4 separate regions of the Mus musculus genome follow, and all the other regions are linked to region 4. A link is a contact called in public ChIA-PET, HiCAR-type and promoter capture Hi-C data. All regions are on one chromosome and are shown on one strand. The core of a region is the stretch at or near the end of the contact, and the rest is flanking DNA. Distances in the headings are between cores, read along the strand shown.

The links. Promoter capture Hi-C pulls out the DNA fragments that hold promoters and counts their contacts. ChIA-PET counts read pairs in DNA pulled down with a chosen protein or histone mark. HiCAR-type assays count read pairs that join an accessible place to other places.
Region 1: a contact with region 4 is called in a promoter capture Hi-C map of liver, with 4 times the contacts expected there. The contact joins the promoter of Snrpf here to the promoter of Ndufa12 in region 4. A contact is called at or near these places in 4 of 39 promoter capture datasets (the 3T3-L1 cell line, the C10 cell line, liver and 1 more) and 2 of 9 other capture datasets (adipose tissue and pancreatic islet).
Region 2: a contact with region 4 is called in an RNA polymerase II ChIA-PET map of memory CD8 T cells, with 15 read pairs. The contact joins the promoter of Amdhd1 here to the promoter of Ndufa12 in region 4. A contact is called at or near these places in 1 of 39 promoter capture datasets (the C10 cell line) and 1 of 115 datasets of contacts at active chromatin or transcription factors (memory CD8 T cells).
Region 3: a HiCAR-type map of astrocytes shows a contact between it and region 4, with 2.1 times the contacts expected there. The contact joins the enhancer-like site here to the promoter of Ndufa12 in region 4. A contact is called at or near these places in 4 of 39 promoter capture datasets (the HPC-7 cell line, hippocampal neurons, liver and 1 more), 1 of 484 Hi-C or Micro-C datasets (B cells) and 1 of 115 datasets of contacts at active chromatin or transcription factors (astrocytes).

The regions. Positions count from the first base shown.
Region 1 is chr10:93,588,359-93,591,058 of GRCm38.p6, forward strand. Snrpf (small nuclear ribonucleoprotein polypeptide F) reads right to left here and starts at 1,300. Exons shown (of 4, transcript NM_027246.1): 1 at 1,181-1,300. The coding sequence starts at 1,183. It overlaps 4933408J17Rik (RIKEN cDNA 4933408J17 gene), which reads left to right and starts at 1,055. Exons shown (of 4, transcript NR_045810.1): 1 at 1,055-1,412.
Region 2 is chr10:93,538,603-93,541,302 of GRCm38.p6, forward strand. It overlaps Amdhd1 (amidohydrolase domain containing 1), which reads right to left and starts at 1,431. Exons shown (of 9, transcript NM_027908.1): 1 at 1,232-1,431. The coding sequence starts at 1,368. Ccdc38 (coiled-coil domain containing 38) reads left to right here and starts at 2,030. Exons shown (of 16, transcript NM_175488.6): 1 at 2,030-2,207.
Region 3 is chr10:94,828,277-94,830,976 of GRCm38.p6, forward strand. All of the region lies in intron 20 of Plxnc1 (plexin C1), which reads right to left. Among named protein-coding and RNA genes, the nearest start is that of Plxnc1, 120 kb to the right of the region's middle. Within about 2 kb of position 1,270, at least 232 of the 459 cell types and tissues checked have an H3K27ac peak or open chromatin away from gene starts, as enhancers often do. A contact at or near this core is called in B cells, the HPC-7 cell line, astrocytes and 2 more, where this site is marked.
Region 4 is chr10:94,197,743-94,200,442 of GRCm38.p6, forward strand. Ndufa12 (NADH:ubiquinone oxidoreductase subunit A12) reads left to right here and starts at 1,293. Exons shown (of 4, transcript NM_025551.4): 1 at 1,293-1,388; 2 at 2,208-2,290. The coding sequence starts at 1,303.

The DNA.
Region 1 (2,700 bases), core at 50-2,549, 610 kb before region 4:
TGGGAGTGGGGCAAGTGTGTAACACAATGACAGGGCACTGCCCTAGGATACTTAGGTCACTAGTTCCATTTTGAGCACTGCCGAATGGACAAAAGCCCCAAATACCTACATTATCCAAGCTCTAAAGGAATCAAAATAAAGGTACAGGGTGGTCTCTGCAGACATTAAAAAAAAAAAAAAAGCTCAATATCGTCAGTGAGAGGGCCTCTTAATGCTAAATCAAGAAGTATTATTCCCTTTAAATTCATAACCACCCCCATACTCCATTCCACTCACACACCATCCCAAAGAATCTTGGAGAGCACAGGGTCTAAATGAGTAGCCAATTTACGCTGCCTATAATTTATCATCCACAAACCACTTATCAAGTCATGTACTATTGTGACTTAAAAGAATGCTCCAATGGTCTCTAACTGCACTTGACAGAGCCTCATATTTCCTAGGAGGCGTTAAGGTCCCAGGCTGTATTTTAAAACCATCATTCTTGCAAGCAGCGGTCAATTCTTGTCAATTCCAACTGGTCAAACCTACTTTCTACTTGGAACTCGCGCAAGAAATACTCTTCCACCTGCTCTGTGACCTGGATGTCTGGTTATTTGACACCTTCTGGAGAAGAGCGCTCCTCCACTGCGTTATAACTAGGCAGTGCACCTCTCAGAGCATCCTATCAGCTCCCTGCTTAACAATCACCGCTACTTGTAATTGCTTATTTTGTTGTTATTATTTGACGGCTGCCTACCTCCCACTCCTAAGAAAACGCAGAGTCTACCTTACCACCCCATCTTCCTGGCGCCTAAGATCAGTATTAAATGAGTGGAAGGGTAGCCGGGGTTTTCTGCGCCAGAGGACAATCTGCTAAAATTGTCAACAGCAAGGAATAAATGGCGCACTGCGGAGCGTGCTAGGTAGAAATGGAAAACTCGCTTCGGTTTACCCCTACCCTGTGAGCCCAAACTAGGCTACACCTCAGGCTCCGGGACAAACAACACGCGGAAAGGTGGCTGGGGATCTCGGGGAGGGGAAGGGCTTCCGCGCGCGCGCCGCCAAGGCCTCCGACGTCGGGAGCAGGAGCGAGCGGCCAGCCGCGCGGCGCCTCGTGGGGATGAATGGGAGGCGCAGGGGGCGGCGGGCCCCGCGAGGCCGCCCGTCCTCCAGCCCCCGCGGCGCTCATCGTCCTTACCATCGCGACCACCGGCGAGCGCTGCACCCCGCTAGCCGCCGACTCCGCCGCTGCCCGCCCCTCGTGACCGGAGCGGCTGCCGCTACAACCAAGCGACCCGCGCTAAGAGAAATGGCCGACAAAAGCGGCCTGACCTTTCACCTCACGCCGCGTTGTCTCGGCTTCTGTGATTGGCCACCAAAGACGTGTTTACTGATTGGAGGGGATGGCGGTACTGTTTCCTAGCAACCAGGTAAGCGTGTGTTTGTGTCCACTGCTCAAGTTCGAAGTGGGAACGATTGAGCGACCCCAATGTCTTTGCTTCGGGACAAGGGGAAGCTAAGTGCCCTGGCGAACGGACTTGGTTTCTTTAGCTAAAGAAGGTTTAGTCTGTCCTTCAGCTGAAAGAACGAGATCGGGTTCTGGAGGTCATCCTCCCATAGATCCAGCACTTGGGGAACACCTCTGGCACGGCCCCCCTTTTATGGGACTGTTCTTTATTACAGAATGTCCGTCCACTTGCGGGTTTTTAAAGGAAGCTGGGGTAGCAAGACTACGTGAGTGCTAGTGAAAAGCACTCAAGTGGGGCTTTACAACAGTTGAAACCAGGTCAAGTTAAGTCTCGGATAATGTGGTGGCCTCTTGTCGTTCTGATGTCTAAGCATTCCCAGAACCAGAGGCCAAAGGAGGTCCGTTTACGTGTGTTTGTGAATAGGATGTGGGGAATTATTGACGCTACCACAGGTTAATCGCTCTGATGGAAAGTTATCGATCAGAACCCCGTTTAATTTCCCCATAATCTCAACATTTCAGTATCGCTTCACCTGTGATATGAAACCCGTGTAAAAAGAGTACTTTTTTCTTTTTCGGGAGATCTAACCCTATATGAACCTGAACGGTTTTTTGTTTGTTTGTTTGTTTTGTTTTTTTGGCATGGATTCCCCAAATAACTCGAGATTCGAGATTGGCCCAGGCCTAAGCCTAAAGACTGTCGTTTATATTATTAAAGTATGCCAACACATTCTGGGGGTGTTGGCTCAATGGAGAAGAGCGCTTTTCGCACGTGAAAAGACCTGGGTTCGAATCCCATCCCCACATGGTGGTGACTCACAACCATCCAAAGTTTCATGTGCCGGGGACCCATCTCTCTCTTTTGACTTCTGTGGGTGCCAGGCCCTCCCGCGGTGCACATGCGCACATGCAGACAAAACATGATAAAGAAAATTTTAAAAATGATGCTGCTAATCTCAGATACATTTTGATCAGACCGAAATCTTAGCTCGGATTTTTTTCCCATGGTAATGGAAGAATAATTACTGTTCCTGACACTCAAATATGCTCTACTTATTCAGTCAGCATTGACAAATTTATAAATCTTAAACTCACAATCCTGGGGATACCTAGTCCAACTTCTAATTTAATACTGTAGGTGATGAAATACTGGGAATTAGACTCAGACAGATTCATGTTAGTATTTTTCTCCTTGTATTGAGCTGTCTTCCGTATTCTGCAAAGGACCAAGAGTAAAATGCACAAGGAGA
Region 2 (2,700 bases), core at 181-2,680, 660 kb before region 4:
TCAGGACCACATTAACCACACAGCTGTCCACCTTCTAAGAATGTGGGCTGTCATTCAGTGGTGGGTTTTGGAGTCATGTTTGAACAAAGTGCACATCCAGTAACATAATTACTCAAGGAAGCTAGAAACCACCTTCCAAAGGTGTTAGGAGTTTTGGCCCTTTAGAAACTATTAACATGGAATAGTGAGGCTTTACTGTTTACTACTAAGTGGGAAAAAGAATAAACTACAAAATAATACACATTCATTCCTTCTCTTTAAAAGGTGTGAGTGTTGACACATTTTTATTTACTTTAGAAAACAACCCCAAAGCAAAGCGCCTGTGTGTTAACCTTAGTTCCCTGATGCAGGGCTTGAGTGATTTTGCGGGTCAGCCGTAGGTTTGTTTGTTTTACGACATGGTCTCACTTGGCTGCCCTGGAATTACGTAGAGCAAGCTGACTTTGAATAGTCTACCCCTGCCTCCAGAGTGCTGGTATTAAAGACATGGCCACTATGCTGGACTACATAATGCACACCACAGGTGCTTTTTGAGGGGGGAAAAAAGATGTAATGTTAGTTTTATTTAAAAGTATTTTTTTAAAGAGGGGCATGTCTTTGATCCCAGCATTCGGGAAGCAGAGATGAGTGGAACTCTGTGAGTGAATTCGAGGCCAGTCTGGTCTACAAGAGTCCAGGACAGCCAGGGCTACACAGAGAAACCCTGTCCTTTTTTCTTTTTCTTTTCTTTCTTTCTTTCTTTCTTTCTTTCTTTCTTTCTTTCTTTCTTTCTTTCTTTCTTTCTTTCTTTCTTTCTTTCTTCCTTCCTTCCTTCCTTCCTTCCTTCCTTCCTTTCCTTCCTTCCTTCCTTCCTTCCTTCCTTCCTTCCTTCCTTCCTTCTTTCCTTTCTTTTCTTTCTTTCTTTTTTTAAGTTCTTGATTGTTTTTTGAAACAGGATCTCACATGCAAACTCTACATACAGTCAAGGATGGCCTTAGACTACAGACCTCACCTTCTGCCTCTTGGGTGCTGGGACTGCACACCTGGATCAATATCCGGGATTTTAGAGCAAAAAAGAGTCTACAGACTCTTCTGGAAACAACAAAGCAAACCCACCAGCCAGTACTTTAGAAGCTATAATGGGATCAATGATCAATGATCATAATGAAAGATGCCCTGAAGGTGTTTTGTTGGAGAAAGAGCTTTCGCTCCGGAACCCCATCTCGCCTGTCCCCAGCTACTGGCTACTCACGTGCCCACCACCACGCTGGCGCCCTCCAGCACCGCCAGGCTGCGCAGCGCAGACCCGGTCAGGAAGCGCTCGCCGCGGGCACACACCAGCACCACTTGCTGTGCGTTCTCCAGCAGGAGGCGGTGGCTGCTCGTCATTGTCGCTCTAGCCGCTGGCGGGCTGCGGAGGACAGGAGAGCCTGCGAGCTGTGGCTCCCGGGCAGGGCGGGGCGGGGCTGGGCAGCGTGGGGCGGGAGCTGGCCAGCAGCCAGTGACCGGGACAGGAGCAGTGCCAACCAGAGCGCCTGGAATAAAGTTGGAATAAACTTTATTGTGGACGCCAGTCTTTTCAGGTCTCCTTTCCAGGTTTGGAGTAAAGGAGGTGATGGTTATATCACCCCCTCCCCAACCCCTAACTTCTGGATTAAAAACAAAACAAAACTGAAATTTAGCCACCACCGGAAGTGATCAAGTTGGGCGAGGTAGATGCGGTGCAGTGGCCAAGTGAAGTGTTGTTGGGAAGGGCTCACACAGAGACGTCAGTGGTGTGTGTGTGTGTGTGTGTTACAGTGACAGAAACAGAGGCAGACACAGTGGGGTGTGTGTATGCGTGTGGTGTGAGTGTGCATGGTGTGTGTGTGTGTGTGTATGTATGTATGTGTGTGTGTTAGACACAGTGACAGAAACAGAGACAAAAACACACTGTGCCCTGGGAGCTGGAACTTGAACCTAGCAAACTTGCGCTGACAGGCGACAGGGGCACGGGGCAGAGGCTCACGGTGTCCGCGTGACCCTCCTAGCCTGGCTGCGGGTGCCACGCGTGTTCGGTTGGCCAGATCGGCGCTTGGGCCTGGTAGTAAGCGGTTCCCAGGATGAAGGGAGCCTGGAGCAGGGAAGGATGAAGCTGAGACACAGAGTATCAGTTTGGTGCCTCTGTCTGCTTTGTCCCGACCGCCTTCTTGAAGGATAGGTCTCAACAGTGATCCAGACTTGTTGAGGTAAAACCAGATTTGACCCGGGTGTCTGACACTCCCCCCCTCCTCCCGAGTGTGGTGGCTTTCACACACACCACTGCACTCAAGGTTGTAGACAGACAGTATCCAGATTGTTTAAAGAACTGGCAGGCAGGATTTGTAAAGAATACATACACACACACACACACACACACACACACACACACACACACACACATACACATATACACACACACATAAATTTTTTGAGATTACAATGACATCATTTCCTGATTTCCTCTTAAACCACCCTTGTTCTCTTTCAAATTCAAGACCTTTTCTATGGTGTGTGTGTGTCCCTAAATACATAAATACAGCCCACTTGGTCTGTATAATGCTATTTGTACATATGTGGTTTTAGGGCTTCCCCCCCCCTTGGTCTTTTTTCTCTTGTTGAGATAAGTCTCACTGTGTAGCCCTGGCTGTTCTGGAGCCCTTTATGTAGATCAGGATAGCCTTTTAATTCAGATCTCTCTCT
Region 3 (2,700 bases), core at 20-2,519, 630 kb after region 4:
GTCTGATTTCCTGTGAACAGGAGGGTTACCGACAACCCTTTGGGGCCTCCCCTAACCTCTCCGCTCACCCCTGTCTCTGCCTTTGTACTTCCTCCAAGCACAGGTCCCTCCCTTGGTCTCCTGCCACCCTCTACCTCTCCTGGTCCACTTCCTCCCTGCCTCTCTTTGCTTCTCTCCCCTCTGCTGACAACTCCCCAAGTAGCGAGTAGCCTCTTCCTGATGCGGGACAGTAGCGAGTAGCCTCTTCCTGATGCGGGACAGAGAGGGGGATGTTCAGAAGTTTCCAAGGTGGGGCAAGGGGGACCAGTACCTGACATTTCGTTCTCATACGAAACTTCCTTTATTTCATGGTTCATTATCTCACCGAGATCTGCTTTCCGTCCACCCCCTTGGGAAAGGGCCTGACCACAAACCTAAGAACCTCACTTCTGCCTTTCTTACACATGGCAGAGACACACCAAGGGCCCTTGTGTGGGGACTGGGTTGGCCACATTGGTTGACGCAGAGGCCAGCCAGGACCCCCAGGGCTGGGCAGAGGAACAGCCACTGGCTCAAGGGCTCTCTAGTTAGGATTTTCCAGCATTCCCCAAATGGAGCTGGTGACATATGGCTTCACACTGCCCCTCGGGCCCTCAGTTCTAGCCCTATCGAGTCACCTCCAGCATCTTTTAAGGATCTCCCTAAGAACTTAGGTGCCTGTCCCCTACCCTGTGCCACATAGATACCTACTCAACCTAGATTTCGGTAGCAGAGGCAGGTTGAAAAACCTTTCTAGAGACACTGACTAGCCTAGGAAACCACCAGGCCACAAGATTTCTTTGTCGTCAACTAACACAAGGAATTGTATGTCTCATCTGTTGGGGGACATGTCTTCTCTCTTTAGATGACAGACCAGAGCTGACTATCAGCTCATTCAGAGGCTGGCACCATCCTCGCTACCCTCGGACCTACAGAATCACATCTATTCTGTCTGTCTTGAGCCCCCATAGGCAAAACAGCCATAAATGTACTTACCTCTGCAGACCATTAAGGGTTAAATGAGAAAAGATAATCCAAGCTCTTGGCCTGATGTCTGATGTATAGCCAACAGCAGTGCTTAATAGATGTCAACTGTCATATCTGTCCCTACCAGGCCTTGGAGTCTGGGAAGGGAGCTCACCTGAAGGTTGCTACCTGCTTAGCATCAATGAGCAGGGCAAGAGGAGGCCCCCCAAGCCCCTTGATAACTGGAGGGATTCTTCCACTGAAAGTGAAAGTCCCGCCCAGGACTGGCTGGCTGCCACTTCCTCTTGGGCACCGTGCCGCTCTCCCCCCTCACCACCGAGTGTTCCACACACTCTTGAATCAGCACAGAGAAGAAATCTTGACCCAGAATGCTTTGCTCAAGGGGGCCGCTTGGGCTTGGAGCCCAGATTTTTCTGAACACTTCTCCCCTTTCATGCCTAAAAGCAGCTCCTGCGAGTTCCTGGTAGGGAAGAGCTGGGAGTGAATTTCAAACCAGTAGACTTACCAGTGAATGGACACCAAGCCAGAAACACACAAGCAACAAAATGATACAGTGTCCACAGTGAACACGCTAACCCGGGGGACTCAGGCAGCTGGGTGGGTTGGGGCGCTGGGGAATGGACGCAGATAGCAAGCAAGCTTACTGGTTTTAAACAAAACCTCAGGGTGCGTGTTTGCTTTCTGTTTCCTCTGAGCATTGTACACATTAGCCACAGAGTTTTTAGAGAAGAGACTGGTGGATGCCATTCTAGGGCTTTTGGCTTAGGGTCAGCTGAGGATTAAGACCTGGGAACCTGGGAGAGGGTCTAGCACCTGTGTTCAGCAGTGGCCACCCACCCAGCCTCAGGGAGGCCCAAAGGCAGCTCTCTCCAGAAATAACCACTTGACACATCCCCAGAGCAGATGATATATACCAAGTAAACAGAAAAGGAGGCAGATTTCATTAATCTTAATAAACGGCCATTGCCTTGGGAGTGGGAAAAGTCAGTTAAAAAAATTTTTTTTAAATGTTGCGTATCTACTCTTAAGATTGCATTAAACATTAAACTAGGCACAGTCTAATTTAAAGTGCTGCTTGTGGATCTCAGCTTAAGCAGCCCTGTTAAAACCTGTGGCATAGCAGTGTATCTTATTCAGGGTTTAATTAGATTTTGAAGCAAGCTGCAAATACACAATTATGCCGTTTTGCTGGAATCTGGACGGCTGGTGAAGTTAAAGATGGATAAGAACCTCCCTCCATCCCAGGGCCTCAGAGCGATGAACAAAGACCATGTTCAACAGAAACACCCTGATTTTCATTTTAATATTTTATAATAATGGCCAATATTTATGGGGTTCTTACTCAGTGCCGAGCAAATGGTGTACTCCTGCTCATCTGGGCTTCAAAACAGCCCAATGATATTCATCTTTTGTTAACTCCACAGGTAACATGCCAAGAAGCGATGGAGCCGTCTTAACTCCAGACCCAGCCCTGGGCTCCAATGCTCATAGAAAGTTTGGACTCTGAAAGATTTGAAGGTTCAATGAAATTCAACCATATGCCATAGTCACTTCAAGAAAGTGAACTCGGAGGACAGAAGGCTCTTTGGGGATTTGCTTTACTGCTGAACACCTGGGAAGAAGGGACCGTCATTAGCTGCCAGTGTGCCAGTGAGTAATGAGTATTTCCAACATGTTTTAAAGGACTCAAGAACA
Region 4 (2,700 bases), core at 43-2,542:
AGGTTTTGCGGTTAGCCACCCCAAACCTACCAGTTAGAAGTGTGCATTTTCACATGAATGTATAATACAGACAGAGGTGGTCAGGGACAACCTATCTCCATTCAGTCAGAACAGGGGTCTGGCAGAAATCATGGGTTTAAATCTCTGTAGTCACTGAGTATTAGTGGCTGTTAGCTGGGACTTGCAGTGGGACAGAATCTGGGCATGGCCAGAGTCTCTCTGTTCTGCTCCTTACTGCCTACTGGCTGTGTTCTAAGGGAAAGAGCTGGAGGCCAATTTGCCTTCTATCCTGCTATCAGAAGTCTCCTGTGACTCCCCTGCATTCTAGTCATCAAAAAACATACATATTGTGAGGAATATGTAAAGACACACAGGGCTTGGAAACAATATGCAAATAACGCAAAATATTTTTAAAATGAAATTAAGAATATTAGCTGCTCTTGCCAAGGACCTGGGTTTGATCTTAGCCTACCTTGCAAGCGTGAGAAAAGAAGTTACAGCTCAGAGCCCATGTAGAAAATTCGGGTATGGTGGCACCTTTGTAGACTCAGTTCCAGGGATGTGGAGGCAGGTGTATTCCCGAGGTTCGCAATCTGGCCAGCCTTGTCGACTTGACACTTAACTATTTTTAATCTTTAATTTTATTAATCCTAGTTTCTTCTTTCTTTTCTTTTCTTTTTCTTTTTTATGGCTAGGGGTTTGCCAGTATTGTTTATTTATTTTATTATTTTGTAAAGCACTAACTCTGTGATGAAGTCTACCTAGTGTCTGTGCTTACACCTTGCAACAATAAAATAACAAATCCTTCAGGTATTTTACTTAATCTTATTCTTTGCAATTCTTCATCACTCATCTACCAGCATACCGACGCTTAATGAATTCAAAATCATACGCACTCTGTATTAAATGTACAATACCGCTGTGGGGTCAGTAATGCATTTCTTAGCTTCTAGTGCTATAAGGAATTTTTGGAATGTGCGTCATCGTTGTCTGGAGGAAGAAACTTATTTCGACAGGAGAAACTCCCATCTGGGAAAGCTTTGCTTGGCGTACTTCTCCCCGCAGGGTCGCTTTCTGGGTACAGCCTCCGAAAACATTAATTTCACCTTTAGGAAGACACCAACCTGTACTGTAAAACCCCAGATAATCCTCCCTGCGCGACCTCCAGCTCTGCGCCTGCGTAGAACGACCTCCGCGGCCGGTTGACGAGCAGGAACCTCCAAACGGTGGCGCCTTGAGTATCTCGTCTTCCGCCCGGCGGGTTTTACCCGAACACGGAAGGGGCGGACCATGCAGATGAGAATGGAGCTGGTGGAGGTCCTGAAGCGCGGCGTGCAGCAGGTCACCGGCCACGGCGGCCTGCGGGGCCTCCTACGGGTTTTCTTCAGGTAGGAGGCCAGGGCTAGACCCTGGGTCTCTGGGGACGCACCTCCGCTGGCTGCTTTCCTGGAAAGGAGCTCAGATTAGATCACTTTGGAGGTCCAGGGATCCGGTCAAGGACAAGTTCAGTCCCAAGAGTTGAGTTCCTTGGACTGAGACGTCTCTGGGCCCTACTCAGCCCCTAGTGGCGGAGCTGTGACGCAGGTGCTAGGGTAGCCGGGATGCTCCGGGCTCGAGTCCTGGGGTGTAATGAGGCTTAGCATAGCAACCCCTCTACCCCTCACGGTGACCTTGGGCAAGTTTTCCTCTGCACTGTGTACAGTAAGAAGTTGAAGGTGGCGATCATGCTAGTCCCGATTAGCCCCATAAATCGCAGCAAATCCGGAGGACCAGTGAATAATCCAGGGGACACTCGTAATACGAAGATGATGAAGTACTTTGACTGCCTGAAGGTTTTGCTAACTTAGTGTCTCAGGGTGCACGTATCTACATACGTGGACCGTAGCTGGAAAGTAGTGTTTTATATGCAATCTAAGCACATCAGTTGTTTGGTTGATTACCCCCCCCACACACACACACCTGTCTGCATGCTGCTGGGACAACACAGGAGACTCCAGAGCTCTTTGCCAGAAAGTTAATTCGTGAGCGTTGAGTGGCAAGAGCCTTCGGCTGAAGGCTAGAGGTGTACAAGCAGCGAGCATCCCCCGTAGCATCTCGTTCTTGTGTCGATGCAGAAACAGTCGGTGGTACGGTCTGTTTCTGGGTTTGTCTTGAACAGTGTGAATCATTCTGAGATGCCTTTTTTTTCCTCTGTGTACTTCTTAAAGGGCAAATGATATAAGGATTGGTACACTGGTGGGAGAAGACAAATATGGAAATAAATACTACGAAGACAACAAGCAATTTTTTGGTGAGTGCAGTATTTTCTTTTTCTTTTATTTTTTTAAGATTTATTTTATTATTATATGTAAGTACACTGTAGCTGTCTTCAGACACCCCTGAAGAGGGTGTCAGATCTTGTTACAAATGGTTGTGAGCCACCATGTGGTTGCTGGGGTTTGAACTCAGGACCTCTGGAAGAGCAGTCGGTGCTCTTAACCGCTGAGCCATCTCTCCAGCCCAGTATTTATAGATTTTGTGTGTGTGTGTGTGTGTGTGTGTGTGTGTGTGTGTGTGTGTGTGTGTGTATAAATGGATGGGGTTAGGATTCAGAGTCTAGTTTTGACATCATGCATGAACAGATACTAAGTGACTTGGAACGGAAAACTCAATAGGAAATTTAAAACGTGGGCAGAGGGGATGGCTCAGCCAGTTTGGGCA